Linked DNA regions of Mus musculus: region 2 is linked to region 1. A link is a contact called in public Hi-C data. All regions are on one chromosome and are shown on one strand. The core of a region is the stretch at or near the end of the contact, and the rest is flanking DNA. Distances in the headings are between cores, read along the strand shown.

What was found. A called contact is a pair of places that touch in the nucleus more often than the background predicts.
Region 2: a contact with region 1 is called in a Hi-C map of the G1E-ER4 cell line, with 1.8 times the contacts expected there. The contact joins two enhancer-like sites. A contact is called at or near these places in 1 of 39 promoter capture datasets (3T3-L1-derived adipocytes), 1 of 15 datasets of contacts at CTCF or cohesin (CD8 T cells), 23 of 484 Hi-C or Micro-C datasets (the C2C12 cell line, the G1E-ER4 cell line, LSK cells and 8 more), 10 of 115 datasets of contacts at active chromatin or transcription factors (embryonic stem cells and intestinal villus epithelium) and 1 of 9 other capture datasets (embryonic stem cells).

Annotation. Positions count from the first base shown.
Region 1 is chr2:60,325,950-60,333,753 of GRCm38.p6, forward strand. Ly75 (lymphocyte antigen 75) reads right to left here. Exons shown (of 35, transcript NM_013825.4): 17 at 6,976-7,011; 18 at 6,370-6,545; 19 at 5,128-5,195; 20 at 4,777-4,859; 21 at 4,027-4,166; 22 at 2,441-2,546; 23 at 1,838-1,998. Among named protein-coding and RNA genes, the nearest start is that of Cd302, 45 kb to the left of the region's middle. Within about 2 kb of position 3,087, at least 8 of the 459 cell types and tissues checked have an H3K27ac peak or open chromatin away from gene starts, as enhancers often do. A contact at or near this core is called in the G1E-ER4 cell line, where this site is marked.
Region 2 is chr2:60,401,998-60,409,801 of GRCm38.p6, forward strand. No RefSeq gene overlaps it. Among named protein-coding and RNA genes, the nearest start is that of Gm13580, 5.6 kb to the right of the region's middle. Within about 2 kb of position 3,679, at least 11 of the 459 cell types and tissues checked have an H3K27ac peak or open chromatin away from gene starts, as enhancers often do. A contact at or near this core is called in the G1E-ER4 cell line, where this site is marked.

The DNA of each region.
Region 1 (7,804 bases), core at 1,837-4,336:
GAAAGGCTGTCAAGTCAACCTTGGAACAACAACAAAAAATAATCTCCTCAGAACAAGTAGATTTGGTGCTTGAAACGTAATCTCTCAGTGTCCTGCGATTTACCCTGTCAGCCTGATGGGAAAAACTCCGTAATACCCTGGACAGAAACCTCCTGAAACCACGGCTCACAGTAGATGTTCCGCCCTGAAGAGTTCAGACCATGCAGTTACCTTGACCCAAAAGTAACCGACACAGATGCCTATTGGGAAAAGGAAAATCCGTATACAAGTCCCCAGGCCACAGCTTTCTAGGTGTGAGTAAGACGGACAGGAGGAAGCTAGAATGGCATGAGTGAGGAGATGCTGTACACCACATCTCCAAATTAGGTGACTGATAGAAGGGTCGTATTTCCTCTAATATCTGGACAGAATCTCACCAGGAATTTAATTTGTTGTGGCAATCTCAAGATGTCTGTATAACTGCTTCCAATACAGTGCCCTTCTCCTTCCCTAGTGCCTTATTTCCCATTAATGAGACTATCACCCAGAAATAAAATCTGTGCCATTTCACATGTAGGATTTTTTTTGTTTTGTTTTGTTTTGTTTTGCTTTGCTTTGCTTTGTTTGTTTTAGACGGGGTTTCTTTCCGTAGCCCTGGCTGTCCTGGAACTCACTTTGTAGACCAGGATGGCCTTGAACTCAGAGATCCACCTGCCTCTGCCTCTCTACTGCTGGGATTAAAGATGTGTGCTGACAGAGAAATCACCCATCACTGTTCTGCCTTTTTGTCTTGAGAGAGCGAAGTGGATGGCTCACATCAGGTAAGACATTTGAAGTAAGTGCTAGGAACCTGCTGCCGTAAAAGCCAGGCCCACCGACCTGGAGGCTGTGGTTCTCAGAGCTTTATTGAGCGACAACTCACCTATTTAATGTGTGCAGTGTGGAGTTTTGAGTGTATGCGCAAAGTGGACAGCTATCACTCCAGTCAGGGTTAGATGACTTTCTCTTTTCTAAAAAGAAGCCTCGCACTTCACGGCATCAGAACCTCCCTTGCAGCCTCCTCAGCCTTCGGAAACCACTCTTAACTCTAGCTTAATTTTGGCAGAGTTTACTTGAACAAAGAAACGATTTACATTTTGGGTCATTCCCCGATCCAGTTAAGATTCAAAAACTCCACCTAGTGTTGTGGCTAGCCAGTATTTAAAGACAGAAAAAAGGAAGCAGTATACAGAAATAGCCTAGTAACACTCGATATTGGCCTAATTTGGGCATGTCTGAGTACTTAACAGCTTGTGACTGACTTAAGTTCTTGACTGCTATGATTGTCCAATCCTCAGGTAGTCGCCATAAGTAGTACACACTCCTTCCTTAGAGAGCTTGCATCTATTTACATATTAAATAAGGTTACAATTTTCTATGTATATGAACAGTTTTGGATTATATTCTATTAACATTCTATACTTTGTAAAATGGGGGAACTCTAGCTTTCTTAATCTGCCTGTTTGAATATGTGTTATAAATGGAACTGTGCATTGGGCCACTCCTTTATTGTTATTTAAAATGTTTTGAGACAGGGTTTCCTATATCCCAGACTGGTCTCAAACCTACGATATAGATAAGGGTGCCTGAGCTGCTGACCCTCCTGGCCCTGTCTCCCAAGTGTAGGATTACAGGCTTGTGCCGTGCTTCCTGGTTTATACGTTTGCTGGAGACCAGACGCAGGGATCTGAGCATGCTTCGAAAGTACTCTACTGAGCTATAGCCTCAGTCCCTAGGCTACCACTCTGTATCTAGTAATTTTTGGAGATTCAATCGTTTCCCAGCACTGAGTAAGATGACTGGCATACGACTCACTCACATTCGTTGGTATGCTCAGCCTCCGACCGACCAGCAGTGGGTGAAAGTTGCTGTAGGTCAGCTCTCTGTTGTCTGTCCATCTGTTTATCCTTTCGTAGGCAGTCCAGCGCAGACCAATCCATAGACTAGCTTCCATTTCAGGAAGCAAGGATATAATGAAATCTGTTATAAAGAAATTTTTAGGAAAGCAGTTAGGGTCAGAGAGCTAGACGGCCCTGAGGACCTGAGCTGGGTTTTCAGAACCCACACGGTGGAAAGGACGGACAGAGTCCTTCTTGCATGTCATTCTCTGATCGTCACATATGAGTGTGTAAACACACACACACACACACACACACACACACACACACACACACATAAATGCATAAAAAGTAAAAAAGCATTTAGATTATCAAGATAGCCTTTTGCCTTCTCTAACGGAAAGTCGATTAGCTGTATGATTTTAGCTTCTCAAAACTAACTTGGCTCCCAAATCATACCAAAGCAAGGTTTCCAGCATATAGCACTTTCCAAGCTGTGCGGAGGCCCTAGTTTATCCCCATTACAAACAAACAAACAAACAAACAAACAAACAAACGGCACCCTTTCCCAGAGATTCTGGTACCTTGTTCACCCCGGCTCAGCACGGAAGGAAGGGTGCCGCCGTAGGAATGACAAATGCCGCTTGCTTGAGAAAACGTAACGGGCCCAGAGTTGACCTTTAGGAAGCACTGTAAACAGAGACACAGAGGAAGCCTCAGCCCCAGACACAAGAAAACCACCGAAGCAGCAACACCTCACCTTTAGCGCGCTGCCGTCTACCTGTGAGATGTGCAAATGAACGACGTGACTTCAAATTCATACTTTCAATAAAAACATGTGACGAGCTGTTTTCATGTTATTTATTACACGTATCTTTAAAATGTCTCACTTGTCGAGTGTGTCTCCTGCTTGCCCTGCGGCTTTTGTATTCGGACAGTCATATCCTTATCTCATTTAACTCTCAGAACAAACGAGAAAGCTGAGTCAAGTCAAGCAACTTGACTCAGATGCAAAGCAACCGCTGAGTGGTGAAGTGGTTATCTCGAGCCTGTTCTATCGGAGAGCAAGTCTGGGCTCTTTCTTAGTCATCGCTCCTATTCTCTGACACATATCTTTTCTTTTGGGTAGGACATTTTAATTCAAGTTTATGTCACTGTGCAAATCAGCATAGATACAGCACCTTTGAGGAATTAAAAAAATTATCCTGTGGGTTTTTTTCCCCCAAGTCAAAACATGGCTGAGATCGTAGGTCAGTGATAGAGCTGCCCCTCCCCGAATCCAGAAATCAAGATGGCCCCTGCTTCACTGCGGGCCCTTCTGCTGGCAAATCCATCTATCTCTTCCTTTCTATGTGATTAGGAGCACAGATCAGGGTGGAATAGTTTGTCTCAAGCCGTGTTCCATTCTACAATTTTTGTTCAGCCTTCTTATAGGCTGGATGGTTAAAGGAAGCTGAGCCACAAGGAAAGTCACTGGGTGATTTCCAGAAACAGTCCCAGAAGGACCACCCTGAACCCCATGGGAGATGCCCTGTGTTGACTATGGCAGGGCAGAAACAAGGGGCTTGCTGCTCTTGAAGGCTTTGTGGGGTCTTCACACCAGTCTAGACTACAGCCCTCTACACATCTTCCAAGTGAGAGAACCAACATGCTAACATGAGGTGACAGTTTCTTCCTAGCATCCCAGTGAATCTGCGATACACACATACAGCAACAGTAAGGCTCAAGCATCCCCGAGAGGCAAGCACAGAACTCGCCATTCACCAGACCTATTGCATCATCGGTCTCCCATGGGGACAACATCAAGGTTAAGTACTTTGTAGCACTTATGGGGTCTCTGACCTAAGCTGATTGACAGAGGCTACTTAGATTTTTCTCTTTTAAGGGGGAAAGAAAGCAGCGCCCTGAAATGGAGTCACTTTCCTCAGGCTGTGGGGTTAGGAACCAGCCAGTGGATCGAAAGTCATCGTGGGTGCTGGGAACAATGAATACAAAGGCCGGTAGGCATGACAGCTTGAGAAATGAGTTTGATGTTGCTTGTGTTTCTGGAAGCAGAGGCCACGTGGGAAGTGCTCTCAGAGAGGGGTCTGAGAGGCTGCCCTTCTACCACAGGCTATCCAAGCAGCACCAAAGCGACCATGGTTGGCACAGTGAACGATTCTCTTCTCACCTTATTTTGAAAAGGAATCCACTTCTCAGTGCACTGTACTTTGGCTGCAGGATCTGGGCTGTATTTCTCTAATGAAGAGACATTGTATCTTTCACAGATGAAGGGCAACTTGGCATTACAGTCCGCTCGTTTACTTAAGTCTGAAACGGGAGAGCCGGAATTGTGATGATGAAAACTTTTCATTGAGAGCATTTAAAAAAAAAAAAGGCTAAAAAAGACAAGGTCCTACTTTATCATACAGTTTTTGGTGCTAGGGACAGTCTGAAGACATTCCTGATAGTTAAAATATATGCTTGGTCTTTACTGGTCATTTCTGCCTCTACTATTTTTCATGTCAAGAGGTTTATATAATAATGATATTGCCTGTAAAAATTACACATTTGATAAAGCAACCATATGTTAAGCCAGAAAAAGGCGGGGTGAAACAGGAAGAGAGAGCTGGCAGGGATGTCTAACGAGGGGATGCAGAGCTACTGTCTGCTCGCCCCTGCAAACGTGTCTGTCTGCTTATCAATTATACAAGCACTAAGCGTAGTCTAAAAGTAATAAAAGATAAGAGAACTGAGGGTAAAAGAACTGAACATATCCATATTGGAAAGAGCTTCTCTTGGCAATTTGAGCTACTATTATCAATGGTAAATTAAGAAGAAGCCACTGGACGTTCACTCAGAAGGAAGACAGATTTAGGCAGTAACTGAATATGAAGTTCAGATTACACAGTCAACATGGAAGAGTCAGAATGAAGTTTACCAACAAGCCACGTCTTGGCTGACATGTGCAAACATTCATCTCCAAACGTCATGGGGAAATGGTGCCACAGGCGGCGGCGCGAGCTGAAAGGAAGGGGGCGGGGTGAGAACTTGTAGTGCAATTATTCGTCCTCTACATCTTCCTTACCCTAAATCATCTTAATTATCAACTTAATGTTAACGTTATCGTTTTTTTAAGCCACTCCTTTGATCCCAAACATGCAGAGAAATCTGGTTTCTCAAATGTATGGACTAATGTTTAAAACTTTAGGAGTCGTAATCTCGCACAGGGGAATGAGGACTGCCTCTTTTGTAGTAAATTGATCCAGTTGGTATCTAAGGTGTTACATACCCTAGAAAGTAACGATCAATTGGATTCTCACTCGTTTTCACCCACCACTTCTGTTCCTCGCCAGAAATCTGAAAAGAAACCACATACATGTGCTGGATACTCTAGGACACTTTTCATTTAAATATTTTGTTTTATCGTAACCACAAAACCACAAAAATCTCCCAAAACTCTATTACTTGGTTTCAAAAAATAATATACACTGGGATATTTCATCAAAAATAATCAGACATATCTTACTTTATATAGCCATAGGTCCTATTTTGGATACAGAAAATTGCTGCTATAATCATACACACACACACACACACACACACACACATATATATATACATATATATACACATATACATATATAAGTTATATATACATATATAGAGAATATATAATTGGACCAATATATTAATTGTGCATATAGTGTCTTATTATGGTTAATTATAAACTTTAAACAATACTAATTTCCCACCCAAAGGCTATTCTGCAATTTAATTTTATTTTCTACTAGTAGAAACAGAAAGTTAAAAAGTTAAAAAAAAACATGATAATGAATAAGGATTATTTATATTCTCTACCGATACATACCTATCAAGTTGATATTTAATATCAGTCATGTAAGCAATTCTCTTTAGCCTTTCTAGCATGATTTTGGATGCTGTGAAGCCCATCATATTTTGTATGAGGATTTAAAATCTCTCTCTCTCTCTCTCTCTCTCTCTCTCTCTCTCTCTCTCTCTCTCTCTCTCTCTCCCTGTATTCTTCCCTCCTCCCTTACCCACTCACCCCAACCCCTCTTCTGTCTTGTCTACAGTTCAGGATGATCTGGCCTCAAATTCACAACTTTGCTGTCCCAGCCTTCCAAGGGCTGAGATTATATATACTACCTTGCATGGTCAAGTTTGGGTTTTATAGTCTTTAGAAATATTAAGTGAAATGTTGTATAAATAATATGTGAAGTAATAAGTGAACTAAATATAAACATAAAGAATTAAAATCCATTTGTTCGGCTGGAGAAGTGGTTCAGTGGTTAAGAGCACTGGCAGCTCTTCCAAAAGATCCAGGTTCATTCAATTCCCAGCAACCACACACTGGAGCTCACGACTAGCTGTGACTACAGCTCTAGAGGACAGTTCTAGGGGGTGCCCTCTTCGGGCCTCTACAGGCACTGCATAAACACATTTTAGGCAAATACTCATATACATAAAATAAAAATAAATAAAAATCTCAAAATACATCTGTCTATATTACATTTGCTAGTTTGTTTTTGATAGCTTTTAGTCCTGTGAACGATGTTATCGTGGCAAGAAAGCTGTGATTGCTAGCACAGTATAAGACGGCTTCTTCGTAGTTTAAGTGGGGATCAGCAACAAACCAGTATTCACTTCCTTCAATTATAACTGGGGGCCCATGAATTCCAGTGCGCTCTAAAGAAGAAAACAGAGTTACAGCTGTGATAATCAAACACAAACGGCTAAGCATGGGGTGTTCAAAATGAATGATACATAGTAACCACCACCACATAAGTAAGTGGCCCCCCAAAGGCCTGCTGCTTCCCTGCCCAAGATTCTATTGGCAGGTGGAAGAACCATTAATGGAGAGGGCCTAGTCGGAAGTCTGGTTATGCTGGACTGTGCCCCTGGTGCCTGTAGCAGGCTACCAGCGGAAACATCAGTTGTTAAGACAAAAAGGAAGCTCTGTCTCTGCTACCTCATCCCATCCCACCCACATACCACCTCTGCAGCCTGCCGGCATTTTACAAGAGAGCACGAGAAGAAAGTAGCAATTAACAGCAAATGACATGCATTATCCAAAAAGGTCCAAACTGAGATGGCTACATTTTGATGCTCAGCTTACCTGGATTATACCAGTCTGGCATCTGGGGAGTGCTACCTAGGCGAGAAGAGAGCAGTGGCTTATGGTTAGTCCTGGATCACAAACCAAGCATCCTATAAATGGAGAAACTTAGGTGATGGCGAGGAGGCTCGTTCATTTTGGATCAAACTGGTTCATGTCCAGTTGAAAACACCAAAGTGGGATTTCTCAGGGTTTATACTAATGCTTGCTTTAGTACTGACCTTTTAAAAAGGCATACCTATTAAATGTTAATTAAGTATTGCTAGTAGTCTGGGTACGCAGTTCAATGGTAAAGCACTAGCCTTGAATATGCAAGGCCATGGGTTCAATCCCCACGATGAGAACAGAAAGAAAAACTTTTTGACTTTTAGTTTGTATTAAGGAAGTCGCACACACACACACAAAATATAGCCATCAGATGGGAAGCAAAAATAGTGAGATTCTGTAGCCGTCACACACACGCACCAAGGGAACTCCAGCAAGGAGCAAAATTACATCGAAAGGAGCCTGAGACTCTAGCCTATAAAAGTGGAATGGATTTTCACCAGTTGCCAAGATGGAGCTGGGAAACGTACAATGGCATAGTAGTGACTTCTTAATGAAGACTAAACAAAGCTGAGAGGAAAATAAGAAAGTCACTCGGGAGTTCTGAATTGAAATGGGAAAGACGGCATGCTCAGTAAATTCTGGGCTTTGGCATTGGGTGGCCAGATGTCCACACACGCTTTGCCTCTGTCATACCCTGGATCAGATCCCTGACACCAGAGCCTCCAGTTTCTACTCTGTGAAAGAGAGTCTCTACTCACAAAGACTGTGAGGATCACACCTA
Region 2 (7,804 bases), core at 2,429-4,928, 77 kb after region 1:
TCTTTTGTTTCTTAAATTCCATCAGAGGCTCCTCTGATCTTTGTTCCTCTGTACTTTCCAGAGACAGTGACAATCGGGTATATCACCTGTACCAAATCCCTTCTTACCTAGCATGCTCAGGGGGGAGGGCTGTGTTTCTGTTTTACTGACATAACCATGGCTAATATTTGCCTAGTTCTTCCTCGAAGCTGGAATGTGGGCTTCCTGAGTCAGGATGTTTGTATGCAAACATAAGAAAAGCTAACTAACTTAAAATGCAAAGCAATTTATTTAAAGGGTTTCTGAAGGCTTGCAGGATTGCAGGATTGGAAGGGTAGACAGTCAGGCTCTGAGAATGAATCTCGGCAGGTAGTCGATATGACACAGGCAGAAATCATACCACAGAAGTGGTGTAGTAACAGCCACTGCTGGACCCAGGAAAGTATGCTTAGCTGACAAACCTAATCCACACCCCTGTGTCTATACTTGAAGTGGCAGGGAATATGAACATGGAACTCAACTCTGAGACTCAGATGGTAGAGTGACACTTGTGTCTTTGTTTTTTGGGGGTTTTTTGTTTTTTGTTTTTTTTAAGACAGGGTTTCTCTGTGTAGCCCTGGCTGTCCTGGAACTCACTCTGAAGACCAGGCTGGCCTTGAACTCAGAAATCTGCCTGCCTCTGCCTCCCGAGTGCTGGGATCAAAAGAGTGCACCACCATGCCCGGCTCCCCAGTTGTGTCTTATAGATGGAGAAAACTCAAAGAAAGGGGATGAGTAGAAACCCATTCCATTCCATTCCATTCCATTCCATTCCATTCCATTCCATTCCATTCCATTCCATTCCATTCCATTCCATTCCTGATGTCAAGGATTAAACACTGGGTCTTGTGAATGCTACACAAACCGTCTACCAATGAGCTACATATCCAAGTCATTTAAATGTCTATTCTAACACCCAGTGTGTTGCGGTAAATCTCCAACCCAAATAAGCCCGTGCAAGAATACACAGCTCAATTAATATGAATACAAGCTGCACGCCTAGATTGGGCAGATCTCCCACCACACTACTCTATTCCCCAGCTATGAGATCCCTCATAACTTGTGGTTTCTCCAGGCCACGTGCTTCTGCTCCATTTTCCTTCCACCTCCTCCTCTTCAGTCTTCCTCTCGCCTTCCTCTCCTTGTTCTCCACCCCCCTTTTATTCTCTCCCCCAAACTTTTTAGCTCCACCTCTCCTCCACTGCCCAATCACAGGCTCTAGCCTTTATTTTACAAGTTAGAATGGGGAGAAGGTTCACATGAAGTCACCTGAGTTCGGGATTTACTCCTTGAACCAGGCAGCCCGTCTTGGGGAAGCAGAATTAGCATCAAAATACAAACAGCACCAGGGCAATCCAAAACACCAGTGTGCCCCGGCAGTGGTGGCACATGCCTTTAATCCCCATTTGGGAGGCAGAGGCAGGAGGATTTCTGAGTTCAAGGCCAGCCTGGTCTTCAGAGTGAGTTCCAGGACAGTCAGGGTTACACAGAGAAACCCTGTCTCAAACAAAACAAAACAAAACAACATCAAAACAAAAATAACCATAACACCAGTGTGTGTGTGTGTGTGTGGGGGGGGGGGGCTGTCACTGTCTTCTTGTCTCCTTGTCCTTCAGGACTCACCCTTGTCCTTGAAGCCCTGAAGCTACAAGCATTTGTTTTCTGCCCCCAAACTCCCATAACAATGTGCATCTTGCTTGGTCTTATTAAATTCTCACTTGTTTGTATTGATATTTGCAGCTTAAAATATTAAAGCGCTAACACATTTAAGGCTGAATGAACATCAGCCATCATTTAATCTAATGGGCCCTGGCTCATCAACTCACAGAAGTCATGAGACCTTTCCTATTCATGTCTGTGCACGCTGCAGCTTCCAGCCTAATATCGGCCTGTGATAATATCTCGCATCAGCTAAACTAAATCAAAGAACCCCTCCAGGATTTTCTTGTCCCCATGCCCTTCTCCTGTACAGCCATCCCTCTAGCCATCCCTCTTTTTAAATTAGACACTCCTCCTGCACTGGCTAGGATCAGATTTCACTCTTTCACCCTGAACTTTCAGTTGCCTTTGTAGACTCCTGCACACTGGTCTGAAATACAGCTAAATGTCCATTTGTCATCGCCAACCTTTCTTGTGGGTCTTCCCTTGGATCTACCCCCATGCTCTAAAGCGATGTATATTTCAGCTCAGTTGAACATAATAATGGCTTTCAATATGACATTCCAGGTAAATATGTTGTCATCATATTTGGCCCCCATAACCATTTCTTGTCTTTGCCCGCCCCCCATTCCCACTGTCCCTCCCCATTTCCAATCAGTTCTTTGTGATGGTAATATTGTCAGCTTGCTAACTAGGAGGCAGGCCTCTGGGTATACATAGGTTTGGAAACTTGCCGGAAGGCCAGAGAATCAGGCTCTGAGAATGAACCCCAACAGGCAGTAGTGATGACACAGGCAAAGTGGGTGGGCACACTACCACTGAGGAAAATGCCTTTTCCTCTCAGCAACACTAACTGCATTTTTATCCTCGGGGAGGGCTAGCCTCATGCTCCACATTCCTCCCCTGACAGAATATCCACTCACGCAATCTCATGCGTGTCGTGTACACTCAAAGATGCTGAGAGTTCAAGAGCATAAAACCACGTCATTCCAGGAAGATTCCACTCTACAATGCTCCGTTGCTTCATCCAGTTCCTGTAGCCTTCCCACCCCGTCTTCTACGATGTTCCCTTTCAGGCATTGACATAGATGTCCCATTTAGGGTTCAGCATTTAGCAGTCAATTTAATTCTTAGCACGTGACCAGCTATGAGTCACCCACTGCCCACTTAGAAAACGAGCCTCTCTTATCACAGAAGACAGCGGTACTAATCTACATGGGCACAAAACAATATTTAGAAGGCAAAATTGAGAAGCACATTACTCCCAGTTAGTAGACCGATAGCAGTGGAGTCCATACTAGGTCATGTGACTCCCCTAGCCTTTGATGGGCTTCACAGTAGCAGAAATGAGTTCCTTCCTGTGGAGTGGGCCTCAGAGCCAATCGGAAAGTGATTGCACCCTATAACAGCCATGTTGCTACTGCGCCAGAGTGCTCCTGTTGCTTGGATAGTCAATGTTATGATACGCAGAGACCACAGCTGAGCATGACTGTTGATCAGAGTGTCTCCTGCAGCCTGTATAACAGCTTCCAACAGTATGAGGGCTACATAGTAGGGAGGAAGCTCCTAGCTCAGTTATAGCTTGACTTGTCTTATTTCAGTGACCTACATGTGAGGTGTCTTCAGCAGGAAGGTCTTACCATCCAATGCTAGTGGGAAAACAAGAACACTGGCAGTAGCTCGTGACTTGGGGGCCTTCAGGAGCTTTCTGGAACCACCACCCCTAGTCCTTTCCTCCACATTTAAGAAGGGGAGTTGAAGTACAGACCTCACTCAGCCTCTACTATTTTCTTGAAGGCTGGCTTTTACTTTCTCACCCTTGGATTGACCGCTGGCCCATGACGTTAACTGCCAATAGTGAACCACCCTTTGCTACATCCTCCTGGGCATCCAAATTGTGTTTGATACAGTGATCATGTGACCACGCCTTTCTCCTCTCCTATGAGACTGCAGTACCGATTTCTTTGCTGCCTTTCTTCCTCCTTGCCTTAGTGGATATTTGCCAACTTCCTGATCTGTCTCTGTTTGAAGAAGTAGTGGGAAGGTCGTAGAATCCATGGGGTACAGATGGAGGCTGTGACTTCTCTCTCCTCCTCTCTCTTCCTTCTTCCTTGTCTTTGTCTCCCCTTCTCACTTCCCTTCCCTCCCCTCCCCTTCCCTTCCCTCCCCTCCCCCTCCCCTCCCCCTCCCCTCCCCTCCCCTCCCCTCCCTTCCCCCTTCCCTTTCTTCTCCCCTCCCCTCCTCTCCTCTCCCCTCCTTTCCCTTCCTCCTCCCTCCCCATTTTCTTCTACTCCCCTCCTCTTCTTGCTACAGTACTAGACTCCAACTGGTGTGCCACCCACCAAGACTGTTGCATGGGAAATCAGAAATAATTTCTAGAGGAAGATGAAACAAGAACTCAGGACCACTGACAGTGTAATGTCAGCCCTGATGTGCCCTGCCTCCTGCAGCCACCACAGACATGACCATGATGGTCTCAGCAAACCATTCATGTGGCCTCCTTGAGTTTGTCTGAGCTCACAGCTGCCTTCCTCCTCCTCCTTCTTTCCCCCCCCCCCTTTCATTTTCTAATCTCTGTTCTCTAACATGTACTCCTATCCTATCAAATCTGCCTACGGGTGGGGGCTGTGGTATGCTCCTAAGATATGTGGCCAGCACATTTTCTTTTCTTTCTCACTCCTGAGTGAAGGTTTTCTGGACATTCTACTCTTGCCTACCTGCCTCCACCTACACTTCCACCTTTGGAAAATTCACTTATTTCCCAGGTATGAATGGCCTCCTGGCCTTTTTCTCCATTTCCCCTTCTCTCTCTCTTCCCTTTAATCTCCCGTTATCAAGTGCACGTGCCCAGGATGAGATCCTGATAGCAAAATTATCAAGATTAACCCAGATACGTTAAGTTTCATCCTGATAACTATTATTTCTCTCTTCCTGCCGGAACACTCTTCATGTAAAATTTCAACCTTCTCCATCCCTTACATCCCTGGCCAATAAATAGTCCCACGTTCTGTTTATTTTTCCTGCCCTGTAACTCACAACGCTTCCTTTTCCTCATACCGTTAGTACTTTGTTCTTGTCGGAACAACTGCCATATGTCTCCTGTCCCTAGCTGTTTACGGAATGAACTTGATTAGAGTACACGGCATCTCACCTGCCCTTTCCGGTAGCTTCAGTAGCCCTGGGTTAACGAGGAAACTCTCCCAGGTGACCACTCACAGTCCAGTCCTAACGTACTCCCTAGGCGCTCAATCTATGTGTAAGGTCCAAAACCACTGCGTGATCTCTTGTGGTGTTCAATGCTTCCCCATCTTCATACCCCTGCTCTGGATATTTTCATGATCTGAAGTGTTTTTCTCGATAGTTAATCCCAAGTAACAACTTGGTGCCATTTCCTCTGTGAGGTCCACCTTGTCCCCATGGAAAGGGCTGCTCGACCTTCAGTATACACAAAGATCACATGGGCACCCTGATGAAATGCAGATTCTGGCTCAGTCATTCACAGTGATGGTCTGAGAGCCTTCCTCACAAGGTCTCAAATGACTGGGTGGGTCTCTTGGAGCACACACCGATTTAGAGCAGTGGTTATCTACCTTAGGGTCTCCACCCCTTTGGTGATTGGATGAGCCTTTCACAGCGGTCACATATAAGATATCCTTCTTATCCGATACTTACATTATGATTCATAGCAGTAGCAAAATTAGTTATGAAACAGCAATATGAGGAACTGTGTTAAAGGGCCACAGCATTAGGAAGGTTGAGAACCACTGCCCTAAAAAGAAACACAATCTTATTCTAAAGCACAGGGCAAGAGCCCTCTACACACACACACACACACACACACACACACACACACACACACACTTGCAACAGCATCTCCCATGGAGCCCCAGCTGGCCTAGAACTTGCTGTGTGTACAAGACCTCAAGTCTGTAGCAATCTTCCTGCCTCTGTTTCCTGAGTGATGTCAATATAGGCGAGCACCACCACTGCCAGCCACCAGGCAGGGTCTTTGTATTATTCACATACAATACGCTGCAACTTTTAAAACACTCATTTTGTTTCTTCACCAACAGTGAATGACTTTGATGAATAGAAAGAGTGAAGGAGAATTAATTTTAATTAAAGTGAATAAGATTCCAATGTCACCTTTTAAACTCTGCTCTGTGGTGACTCATACATCTCAGTTTATCTACATTTTCCATGGATGAACTTATAGGAGAAAGAATACTGAACCTGGGATCCCTGCATGTGAGGATAACCCAACATGTCTGAGACAATGCGAACAGAATTGTACGGCCAGAGCTCCGAGTTGCACAAAAAGGAGCCCTTTCTATTTCCAACAGAAAAGGAATTTGTAAACATATATTAGAGAACTAACTCACCATGAGTAGGAAGAACACTGTAGTCCTACAATCCCAGCCTCTGAGTTTTGGAAAGCCTGTGTGCCCTCCTCCTCCACTCTTACAGATTGGATTCTGAGCAGGGTCGGATTCTTTGGGTTGGTGTTAATTATCAATGTGAAACCGCCACAAAGCCAGAGGCTTAAAACACCAACAAGAAACTCTATTTCTTCAACTCCTTAGTATGTAATTTTTCAAACAAACCAAAGCAGGCCCCTCCTTTGCCTGTCCCCTTTCCCAGTCAGTCACTATGGGCTTCTTATGTTAGCGACTTCTCCCCAGCTCCTCTCACCTTGAAGTAGCAGGTGATATCTGTTTTCCCGATCATTTTGCTAGAAAAAGCCCCCTCCAATGATCTTTAGCTGACAGCTCTTCAGTGACATGGTGGTGGCGGTAGACATCTCCAAGGTTGAGCAGTGTCCTTACTGTGGGGAAGTGGGGCTGCATTTAGCTGGGTTTGTGTGTGTTTAAGGAGAGAAGCAGGTTAAAAAAAAAAAGATGATCAAAGACAGCACTTATGCAAACTGCATAGACGCCATATTTATGCCGACTGCATAGACAGCAGTCTAAGTAGAATGAGTTCTTGTGTGTAAATAATCTCCCAAGAGCATTGCTTTAATTGTTGACGTTTTCTTGTTGATTTCTGAGACACTGAAAAGTCAATCTGTTCCTTTGAGTGCCTTTGTGAATCTAGCAGCATAATAAAAAAAATTCTTTTAGAAGGCGCAGAGAACTTTAGAGCGCAGAGTGGGGTGGGGGAAACTAAAGTTAGGTGAGAATTTTTTTTTCTGTCTAACATTGGATGCTTCTTCTTCTTCTTCTTCTTCTTCTTCTTCTTCTTCTTCTTCTTCTTCTTCTTCTTCTTCTTCTTCTTCTTCTTCTTCTTCTTCTTTTCTGTTGAGAGATTTCCTTCAGGAAAGGCCTACAGTGTGTGATGTGTAATTCCAGCAGCCCCAAGCACTAGCTGAGAGCAAACTTGGGGCAAACTCTCAGCCCTGCTGGTGTCCCCCCTCTGAAGTAAATACCAGGTCGCCTTCCCTGTTCCTGGCACGGTTTCATCCCACTGTGTCTTAGACATGGCCGACATTTTAGGAGCAGCCCATCTCAGTGCTTGTGTCTCTCTTCTTTGGTTCTCCAGCCGCTCTGTTTATCTCCAACCCTCATGGAGGAATCTTTTGTCACCAAACTGTGATTCAAGTGACCTTTTTGGTGGGGGAGGGGAGGAAGGAAGAGGGAGGCCTATAGGGTTTTTTGTTTTTTTTTTGGAAGCCTCACTCTGAATTCATTCTTCTGCTTCAGTGTTATGTTGGTATTTGATCAAACATAAAACGCTTGAAGCTTTAATGTCCTGCTGACACCAGTGTCAACAAGGCGCCGAAGCGGAAGGTTTCTGGCAGCTGATTAGAGGGAGATTTTATGTCCCTAGGTTTAAGACTAAGGATACCTTATTCCCAAGGATAAGGGACATCGTGCAGTATAAATCAAATTCAAGAGCTTTATTAAAGGGCCCCTGATAATTTGGTAATATATTACCACTCAGTTTTGGAAAGGCGATAAATGACTGCGTTTTATAGTGTAATCTAAAATAATAATATGGATTACAGTTGTGTTCAGTCATGAAAGTATAATTTAACAGTTTGAGTTGATAATAGCCTTTTCCTCCCTCGACGGTGTCCACTCTTATTTCAGTTCAAATATGGTTTACTGGGGGGGATGATTTGCTGTGC